2 separate regions of the Oryctolagus cuniculus genome follow, and region 2 is linked to region 1. The links are chromatin contacts, called in public Hi-C maps. All regions are on one chromosome and are shown on one strand. Each heading gives the region's core, a stretch centred on a gene start, on an enhancer-like site or on the middle of the called end of the contact. The rest is flanking DNA. Distances are from core to core; before and after follow the strand shown.

Region 1 (5,504 bases), core at 2,535-5,034:
ATTTAAAGGGTGCTGCTAAGCCATATTATTGGAAACAGAATCTATAAGAAAATCTTAAAATTCTTAAGTGAAAGCCATTTAACTAATATTTAAAACCTCTGCAATTATTAGTTTATTAGTATCATCCAGGACTCAGGTGTTCAGTGTTCCTCCTGAAATTACATCAACAAATGCAAATGGAAAGAATCCAAGTCAAAATTATATAACAAAACAGCACTCCATCACAAAAGCGTGTAAAATTACAAGAACGCTATTTTAAAACACTGGCACTTTAAGAGAACGATAATCTCAAAAACCACAAAATTGCCAAATTGTTCCCTAAACTGCTAAGTAGATAAACATGACTGTAATGAATGAGCTTGGATTTTGTAAAGAAAAATCAAATAAATTGGATAACTCACACGAGACACTAAGTTTTAAGTGTCTTCCTTCTCAAGTGGCCACTTGATTTAATAAAGGGGCAAGCCACAATATAGGAAAATATACCCTCCTTTGAATGTGGCTTCATCATTTCAAAAAGCTGGCCCAGTTAATTAAAGCTACTTTTAATGGAGTCTCATATTTCCTGAGCAGTCCATATTTAGATAAATGGGAGAGACATGGACAGCCAGCACTTTCGTAGCCTTCACCAGGACTAATGGACAACAAAAACTACTTCCTATGGCAGTCTTGTATTTTAAGCTCACGCTTTTGGGGATACATTCTCAGGTCTTCTTTAATGTGGGAACTGCAAAATATAACTGCCATTACATGGTAATGGGAGTTAAATATAGAATCCTCAGGTAAAGATTAGAACATACTTTTCTACTAGTCCTTCAAGGACAGACTTTCAAAATGTTTGATTCTAATAATCCCATGCTATGAACAGACTGGTTACTCTTCACTCGTAAATGTAAGTGGGTTATGTGAAATCTGTTATCAGCTGATCAAGATTTTGTCGTTTCAGTTACCGATGACAGCGATCTCAATTCAACTTCTATTACCCCATCATGATATGCAGGGTGTGTAGACAAAAGCTTTTTATCTAACTACATGAAAAGAGAAAACACTGTAATAATTAATGTGATCCAAAATTGGCAAAAGACTAGCTTCCCCTTAAGAAGAAAAATTTCAGACCTATGAAAAGGACAACAATACTAATAAAAAAAATTGTATTTACTTAGAAGCATTCAGAATGTCAACAAAACAGCTGCAACTTTTTTTTTTTTTGCAATTACAGAGTGGTATTCAGTTAACAGAACAACAATTATTTCGTATAAGCTGCATCAGAGACAACTGAAGATGAAAAAACTACCGTCCCCATATATAACTAATTTGTGCTGTGCACCAACAAGAACCTGCTTTAAATTTCCATGCCAATTTACAACCCCCATACTGTACCAGGCAAGGTTAGTGGCTATTGAAAATACCACCAGGACAGGGCTATCTAAAGACACATTCGGTAGTGTGTTAACTATACAAAAAAAGACACTGTACAGTTTAAAAACAAATCTTACACAGCCTTACATTTCAATTTTTTTTCTTTAAAAGGAGTGAGTTGTGTACAGGGGGGTTAAATGCTTTATAGACAAGAAAAAAAAACTGCGCTAGAACCAACTTATTCATCATCATCATCTTCTTCTTCATCTTCATCTTCCTCGTCTTCCTCTTCCTCCTCATCCTCTTCGTCTTCTTCATCCTCCTCCTCTTCCTTCTTTTTCTTGCTCTTTTCAGCCTTGACGACTCCCTTTTTCGCTGCATCAGGTTTTCCTTTAGCTCGGTATGCAGCAATATCCTTCCAAAATAAAGGCAGGAGAAAAAAGGAGATGGGGAAGAGAGAAGAGTTAAGTAAAAGGGAGAAAAACAGAAACAACATGGCAGAACTGAGAAAAACTAACAACTCAGTTACCCGGAAATACCACGTATCTATACCCACTTCAACTTCACAAATAAAAACTGCAAAACATGCACATCAAGTACTGAGCTAATTACAATCAACAACCTGTGACTTATGAAATGGTCTAATATTTGCAGAGCTGTGCCTCACTGAGGTGTAATCATGTACCGCATCCCAACTCTAGTTTATTACAACCAGATCGCAGAGACTTTGATTAAAGGGTAGACACTGCCACCTTCTGAATGCAAAAATGCATTCTACAGGTTTATACTGCCAGACCCCAACTCACAGCAGAAAATGCTAACTTCAAAAAAAGGGGGCAACTTTTCAGTAAGCATGCAACTGGATTAAGAAACATTTAGAAATACATATTTTTTAAGAATAAATAACTACAAAAGCTAAAATTTAACTTCAAGTACTTAGTATTTCAATTTAAAGTATAGGAGATATAGCTTTTTTTTAAGCTACACAGATCAACAAACTTGAAATTTAACCATACAAGCTTTTGTTGTGTTATCTAAAGGAACACATGTTTCAGGGCATGTCCATGAAACCCAGAACTGGTATTAACTTTGTCCAGCTTAGTTTTTTGTTCTATCTGATCATTTTAGAACAGTAATTGCTCTTGCAAAGTAATCACCAAAATCTCCACATTCATAAATTTGGAGACAATGTGGACTATCAAGACCAACTTAAATATACAGCCTTTACCTATGCCTACAGTTTTGATTCTCCATATTTGAAATACGGAGAAGCACTTCTTAATAGTTACACTAAACACTATTATAGCTCGAACTCTTGGAAATCCATAAGGAAACAGGAAATCAGGATGAGGAGTCCAGCATGATCATCCAACACGTGGCACGTCCGACACCGCACCAGCAAACCCACACACTTCTTACCTTCTCGTACTTTTCCTTCAGCTTGGCAGCCTTCTTCTCGTAGGGCTGCTTGTCATCTGCAGCAGTGTTATTCCACATCTCTCCCAGTTTCTTTGCAACATCACCAATGGACAGGCCAGGATGCTCTCCTTTGATTTTGGGGCGATACTCAGAACAGAACAAGAAAAAGGCCGAACTGAAAGAGCAATGTGAAGATGTTAAGGAGAACAGATCACACACAAATGCTATCAAATGGGGACTGCAGCACTAGACAAACCGCTGCCTACTTCTACTATGCATTTAAGAAGGTGCAAATATTAGCATATGCTAACTAACCCTCAGCTACCCAGAACAGCGTAGTTTCTTAATTTAGCCTAGTTAGAACTCCAGAACATCTGCAAAGTATTATTTTTCATTAAATAATAGGACAAAATCCTATTAGGGGATGCGCTCAGCAAAGGATGCGAGTGTCTAATTCTACGCACTCTGCTTCACACCCCCATCCAACTGTTTTAGTTAACTACCAAATTTGACCATAAGACACATCTTCAAAACTTAAAAAGAGGCAAAATACTTACGGAGGCCTCTTGGGCGCATTGGGATCCTTGAACTTCTTTTTTGTCTCCCCTTTAGGAGGGATATAGGTTTTCATTTCTCTTTCATAACGAGCCTTGTCCGCCTTTGCCATGTCTTCAAATTTTCCCTTCTCTTTAGCAGACATGGTCTACAAAAGAATTATTTGTAAGCTAAAGTTGATAAAGAAGTTTTACTGTTTATGGACGCACATTATGAAAATAGCCAGCTAGCCCCCCCCATCCTAATTTGGAAATCATTAACTGTTTTATGATCTTGTTGGTGTGCTTTAAAGGCCTCTTACCTTCCACCTCTCTGAGCACTTCTTAGAAAACTCTGAGAAGTTGACGGAAGCATCTGGGTGCTTCTTCTTATGCTCCTCCCGGCAAGTTTGCACAAAGAATGCATATGATGACATTTTGCCTCTCGGCTTCTTAGGATCTCCTTTGCCCATGTTTAGTTATTTTTCTTGTGGAGAAAAAAAAAGTGTTTGCACGTTAGCAATGAAATGGTGACATTTAAGAGCTTAAAGTGCTTAGGGTCTGCACGAAAATCAAGGTACCAGTTACAGCAATGGTAGCCAATTCCTAGAAGGGGCTACGCCAAGTTAAAAAACAAAAAACGAAAAAACACCCGATCCTTCGGGGAGCGATCTAAGTCCAGATACAAGGGCATACACACACACACACACACACACACACACACAGTATTCGTGATTCAGCTGCCTGGGTCTGTTCTGAGTCCCTCAGCCCAGTCATCCAAACAGGTCTGCAAATTCCCAACACCCTTTTTAACCAACAAACCCAAAGGTCAGAAAACTCACGCTGCCCATGTGTGGATCTGCCCTAAGCAAAGGAACAAGCGAGCCTGAGTGTGAGTAAACCCTTCCAAGTGAGGAGGCCTAAAAAAAAAAAAAAATCGCCCTGCATCTAAAGTTTTCCCAATTGCTTAAAAAAAAAAAAAAAATCCTCTTTGCAGCAAACTTCGCCGGGAGCAGGGAGGAGCCGCGGGGCTCCTGCGCGAGCGCCCGGGCTGGGGCGGCGGCGGCGGCTCCGCTTCCTATCGCTTTGGCCCCGAGATGTGTTTCTGCCCTGACTAAACACGTCCGGTCTGAAGTTTCTCCGAGTAAACAAGGATGAGGGACAAAAGCCACTCCTGCGCGGGGCTCGCGGGCCCCCTCCCCCGCTCCCGCCCCGACGGGGGCGCGTTGCTCGGGCCCCTGCGAGTTGGGGGGACTCCCGCGCGGGGGCCCGCAACTCCGGCGGGCGGCGGCGGCCGCGCGCCGAGGCGAGGGCCGGCGGCAGCGCGGGCTCGGCTCGCAGGCCCGAGGCCGCCACGTGCGCCCGGAAGGCCCCGCAGGCTCGCTCGCGCCGCCGCCCCCATTTTGTCAGGCGCGGCGCGCAGGGAGAGAGAGAGAGAAGCCCCGCTCGAAATGGGGGCTGGCTCCGCCCGCGGCCGCCGGGGCCGGCGCACGGAATGGCCGCTGCGCGTCTTCCCCGCCTGCGCCGCCGCCGCCGCGAGGGCGAGCGCGAATATGGCTCCTTCCCTTTGTGTGTGTATGTGTGTGTGTGTGTGTGTGAGAGAGAGAGAGCGCGAGTGTGTGGTGCGAGTGCGGGCGGCGGCGGGCGGGGTGCGCGCCGCGCTCTGGCGCACACACTCGGCCATTACAGGCCGGGGGGAGGGGCGGGGGGCGCGCGGCCGGGCCCTCCCCCCACCGCTCCCCTCCCCCCGCCGGGTGGGGGCCGCCGCGCGCGGGCCCACCCGCCCGCCGCTCCCCGGCTCCCTCCGCGCGGCCCGCGCGCCCCGCCGCCCCCGCACGGAGGACGCGGGGCTGTGAAAAGAGGGAGGAAAAAAAAAGTTGCCTCGGAACTGCTGCGCCCAGCTCCCCCGCCCGCCCGCCCGCCCGCCTTGTTTTCTCTCCAGCCAGCAGCGCCGGGCCCGAGTCAGCCATGTTCCAGCGAGCGCAGCGGCGCCGCTCCCCCCCGCCGCCGCCGCCGCCGCCGCCGCGCCCGGGCCGAGGCCGGGGCCCGCACCGCCGCCCCCGGCCCACCCGCGCCGCCCTCGCCCGCAGCGGCGCGCCCCGCCCGCCCGCCCAGCGGCCCGGCCCGGCCGCGCTCCCCGCCGGCGTCCGGGCTCGCTGCGGCGGCCGCGGCGGCCAATGCAGCCCGGGAAGC
Region 2 (5,194 bases), core at 447-2,946, 230 kb before region 1:
TCTTATCAATTCATGGCCACAGATATTAGGTTGGTTTTAAAGATTTATTTTCTCTAAAATATACTGGTTGATACAACTATTAAACACTCATACATATAAATGACACAGCAGCAATTATTGTGTCAAAAGTAACTATTAATCACCAACAGAGGGCAATACAGACTATTCTTATTTAATAATCTCAATAGTGTAATGGAAAGTCTATAACTTTAATCATTACTGTCCCAAACAAAGAATAAATAACTTTTTAAAAAGCATTAAAAGCTTTTTTCTGAAAGGACAGGAATTTGTAATGTCTATTTGCCCAGTTTACTAACTTACTTTTTATAATGATTTTCTCTGCTTCTGTACCGCAAAAAAAATCAACATTTCATTCGTCAAATTACACATGGTAGGGCTTGACAATGAGATCTCATAAACAAAGTGGTTTATGTGAAAAATACTGTCATGCTTTGAGAGTGTTAAAAATCACAGGATTGTTAAATTATACAGGCCTCCAAATGTGATTGAGACTTTTGTTAAGTATATCAACACAACTATGCATACAAAGTAACATGTTTTGTTACATGAACATGACAACAGATCTCTTTCATGTTGGAAAGTTTGGACTCTCTTGGCAAAGTATTTACCAGTCTCTCTTTGGGTCTTGAGTGAGGGACCCTATCACCTTGTGTCTAGTCTTAGTTCTTTCTTGAAGTGTCACTACGTCTGTGTTCTGAGTACATCTTCTTTCTCCATAGCTTTTCATTGGATCTGCAGCCCTTCGGGTCCTATATCTATTCCTTTCTCATTCCTAAGCCATTTCTACTAACATCTCTTCTCCAGCTTCAGGCTTGTAATTCACCTAACTCATCATGGAGTTCTGTTCCTGGTATCTAAAAAGATGCACAGGTACCCAAGTCAAGGAATCCACAAGACTGGAAGATGGATGAAAAGCCAAGAAGGCTGAAACTCATGGCAAAAAAGGTAAAAGGCAAACCCACTGCAGCTCCAAGTACAGCATGTTCAGGCTGCTGGAAACTGCAGAGGATTAGGATGAAGAAGCACAGTGAGAACACACGCCCATCCTGCCATATACCACATCCTGCCATCTTAATTTTTGGAGTTCAGTCCAGTTAAACAAATATTTACTAAATGCCCATTAGGTAGTATATGGCCTCTACTATGCTGGCCCTACATGGAGACAAAGATAAATCAGAATTTTGTGAAAGAAATCCATGGGAAAATAGTGAAGAATTGTGCATAGTAAAATGGCCACGGACATTCTGAAATTCAAAGCATTATTATTTCATTGGTTCTAGGGCATTAATTGTCTTTCAAGCTTTCTGTCAATAAAATAAAAATGTGATGAGACTGGTAAAGAATAAAATGCTAAAAATATTAGATTGCCCTGTTATTTCAGAGCAATCACTGTTTTCTGACTCAGTTTTGTTTTGTTTTGATGAAGGGCTAGAAACTTTATTTATGTGCATATACATAAATGTCTTCCCTGAATCATATTCCTGGGTATAGCCAAAGACAATCAAATGAGTCCAACACTCTCTTGCACACAGAACACACATCACATTTGTCCTTTTGTTAGCAGCTGTGCCCGCTATTTAAATAGCCCCTCGTTGTTTGTGGTCCTGCTTTTTAGACTCCACGGCCAGCCTGAAGCCTCTGCTCACAAACAGCAAGCCGAGCCCTTCGAGCTGCAGGCCTGGCTGCTCCCCAGCTGCTGGGGCTGCCTGGTCAGGCCTGGCTGCTTGGGGCTGCAGCGCAGCGAATCTTGAGACATTCCTTCTGCCTTCCCAGCCTGTGCTTTCCCCAGCCCGGCTGGTGATTTAACAGCCACTTAGGAGCCCTGCTGTAGTCCATTTTGCTGCATGCTCAGCTCAGTTAAGCTGTGTTGGAGAAGAGTCTTTTCAAAGCTCATATGCGGGTTGTGTTCCAAGCGTCTGCTGCTGCTGACCTCATCCTGCCACTCAAGGTTCCCATGGTCTCCTCAAAGAGCCGAATGGACTGCTGCAGAAGCCAATGTGCCATCTGTGTCAAGCGCCGTGTCTCACAGGAAGCACGCCTGCGTTTTCTAAGTCTTCAGTTCCATCTCACTGCGGTTTGATATTACATCTGTAACAGACTCTGTCAACTTCCCAGCGGAAACCCGTGATTCTGTTCTGTACTCCTCTGTCCATCAGTGCATCACTGCACAATGTCATGCTTCAACTGAAGGACCCAGTGACAGCTGCCGGCTTATGTAAACAATAAAATTCTCAAGGCTTCTCTTACTAGTCTCTCTTTAGAAAGTGACTTTAGGGGTCACACAGCATCATTGACTGCGTCCCTAATGGCCAAACCGGCCAATACTGCACTAGCTTAGAGTATTTCAAATACAGAATAATTGGTTAGATCCGCAGATAAAAAAAAACATGTGCTCAGTTCTCTATCTGAGATTTCCCTACAGGAATGGGAAGACAGAGCCTTATTCAATCACAGGCAGATAAACCGGATTTCCTCCAAATTCCAATACTCCAAGCTATATTAAATGGTAATATATGCAAATGCCCTTAGCACTGCTTGCAATAAACACCTGGAAATAACCCAAGTGTCCATTATCAGAATAGATACACAAATTATTAGATATTTACAGAACAGAATGCAATACACAAGTGAATGTGAACTACAGATACATGCAATAACAACAGATGAATCTCAGGACTGTAATGCTGAGTGAACAAGCAAGTTCAAAGAATATATACACTGTGACTGCAAGCAAAATAAGGTATAATTTGGTGACACAAGCATAAGTAGTCAAAGTGTAAAGAAAAGCGAGGGAAAGGTAAATTCCCGAATTCAGGACAGTATTTCTCTCTGAGCAGTGAGGGTAAGGCAGATACCTAGGTGCTATTGTACTTTGATTCTTCAATCTTACAAACTGTAAATGCTTGTTTTTTCTCCTACTCAGTATTTCATAACATTTTGAACAGCAAATATATTACAACTCTAGTCAAAAGATCTGGGGAGCTAAAAAATGAAACACCAGGACTGCTACAGTTTGGGGCATGATCTAGCAACGGAGACTCGGAGTTCACATCCAAAGCTGAACCTACGGGGTGTGAGCCTGGCAAATCTCCATGAGAGACTGCGCTGCAGAAACGGGACTGTGCGTCTTCCGGCACCACTTTCCCACGGTCCTGGGAAGTCCACGGGAAAGAGCCTGCTTTTGAAGACTCCTTCGTCCCACACCATATTAAGAAGCAGGATCTCGTGCAGCCTCACGCTTCTGTCTGACAGGTGTAAAGACTTCCGCTGAAGGAGCTACTGTGCCTGCTTCACTTCCCCAACTTTGCGGTTTGAAATTATTTTAAGTTCTTTGGTTACATCTCTCTGTCCATATATTGTTAAAAATTGGGCATTAAAGTAGGTAATCTGGAACAGAGATAATTTTTGTCTAAGAATACAAGCCATGGTACTTAACTTTAAAAATTTCACTGCACCATTAATCTGTATAACTTAAGAACTGAATAAAGAGGAAAACACCTTTCTCCACAGTTAATAAAGGTAAAAAACATAAGTTCTAAGCAGATCACACTCATATTTTCACTATAAGGACTTGGAGTCACTATTTAATACCTCTGAATCTGAGTCAGTAGGCAAAACAATTTTATATTGATTGAAATTAAACATTAATGATTTTAATGTCCATTCATCACACATTATTTTTCAAATCAGTAAATACCTATTAGATACCTAGTAAGTACAAGAACTAGGCTGAATGTTACTGCTGGCATAAAAATAGTGCAAATACTATTCTGACCTGTCCAGTGAAGCACAATGGTGATCTGCAATAACCCCCAGATCTGGACTCCTAAACCTGGATACCTTTTTACTCCTAAGTCTACAAACTACTGATCATTATCATTTAACCTCTGCAAGACTCACACTGTCTGTAAACAAAAAAGATACTTCACAAAACTGTGAAATTTTAAGTTTCTTTGAGGTATAATATTTATATGATAAAATAAACACATATTTACACAACAAAAAAATCTGTAGCATGAAACCACAAGTAGATTAAAACACAGGTGGGGCAGGCATTTGGTGTGGTGGTTAGGATGCCTGTTGGATGCATAGGCATCACATCAGGGAGCCTGGGTTCAAGTCTGCGCTGTTTCCTGCTAAGGCACACCTTGGGAGGCAGCAGATAATAGCTCAAGTACTTGGGTCCCTATCACTCAGTGGGAGACCAGGGTTGAGTTCCAGGCTCCTAACTCTGTTGTGACCCAACCATAGCTGTTGCAGGTATTTGGGAGACTAAACCAGTGAACAGAAAATGTGTACATGTCTGTCTGTCTATCCATTTCTTTGCCTTTCAAATTAACTCATTTTAAAAATTAATTTTAAAACCATAGAATATTTCTCAATATCCCAGAAAACTGGGGTTGGTTTTATGCTGCAGCAGATGTAACAGCTGCCTGAGACATATCTGAGTGCCAGTTCAAGTCCTGACTGCTCTGCTTCTGATCCAGCATCCTGCTCATGAGCCTGGAAAGGCAGTAGCACATAGCCACTTCTGCCACTAACCTGGGAGACCAGGATAGAGTTCCTGACTCCTGGGTTCAGGCTGGCTGACACCTGGCTTTTGTGTCCATTTGGGGAGTGACCCAGGGGACCTAAGATTCTCTTTCTCTCTAATAAATAAATCTTTAAAAAAAAACTTAAAAAAAAAAACTAGAAAAATCTTTCATACTTTTCTTAGTCAATAGCAGTTCCTAATGTCAATTACCATTCTGATGTCAATTTCATAGTTTTGCCTCTGAGTTTCATATACAAGGATTTCTATAGAATTTACTCTCTCTTGCTTCTCTTTCAACATTAACCTATAAAATTCATTCATATCATTATATATAGTATTAGTTTTCTTCATTGTGTAGATTCTACAGCACAAATATATTACAGTTTGTACCACTGTTGATGAAAATTTGAGTTGTTTCCAGTTTGAGGTTATTATTAAAGTTGTTATGAATATGAGCATTATGTTCATATAATGAAGACACAGGTATGCATTTATTTGGGATATATATATATTCAGGAGTGGAGCTGCTGGCTCATATGATATATGAAAGCTTAGCTTGAATATAACACACACACACACACCTTGAGAGTCAGGAAATGGATGGCTCAAGTACTTGGATCCCTGCCACTCATGTGGAAG

What was found. Hi-C and Micro-C count contacts between places; a contact is called where the count stands out from the background.
Region 2: a Hi-C map of an unstated tissue shows a contact between it and region 1, with 2.9 times the contacts expected there. The contact joins the enhancer-like site here to the promoter of HMGB1 in region 1. A contact is called at or near these places in 2 of 6 Hi-C or Micro-C datasets (skin fibroblasts and an unstated tissue).

What each region holds. Positions count from the first base shown.
Region 1 is chr9:84,091,489-84,096,992 of mOryCun1.1, reverse strand. It overlaps HMGB1 (high mobility group box 1), which reads right to left and starts at 3,784. Exons shown (of 4, transcript NM_001171281.1): 1 at 3,635-3,784; 2 at 3,336-3,481; 3 at 2,779-2,953; 4 at 1,598-1,774. The coding sequence starts at 3,784. The coding sequence ends at 1,598.
Region 2 is chr9:84,322,978-84,328,171 of mOryCun1.1, reverse strand. All of the region lies in intron 2 of KATNAL1 (katanin catalytic subunit A1 like 1), which reads right to left. Among named protein-coding and RNA genes, the nearest start is that of KATNAL1, 25 kb to the right of the region's middle. Within about 2 kb of position 1,696, at least 3 of the 8 cell types and tissues checked have an H3K27ac peak or open chromatin away from gene starts, as enhancers often do.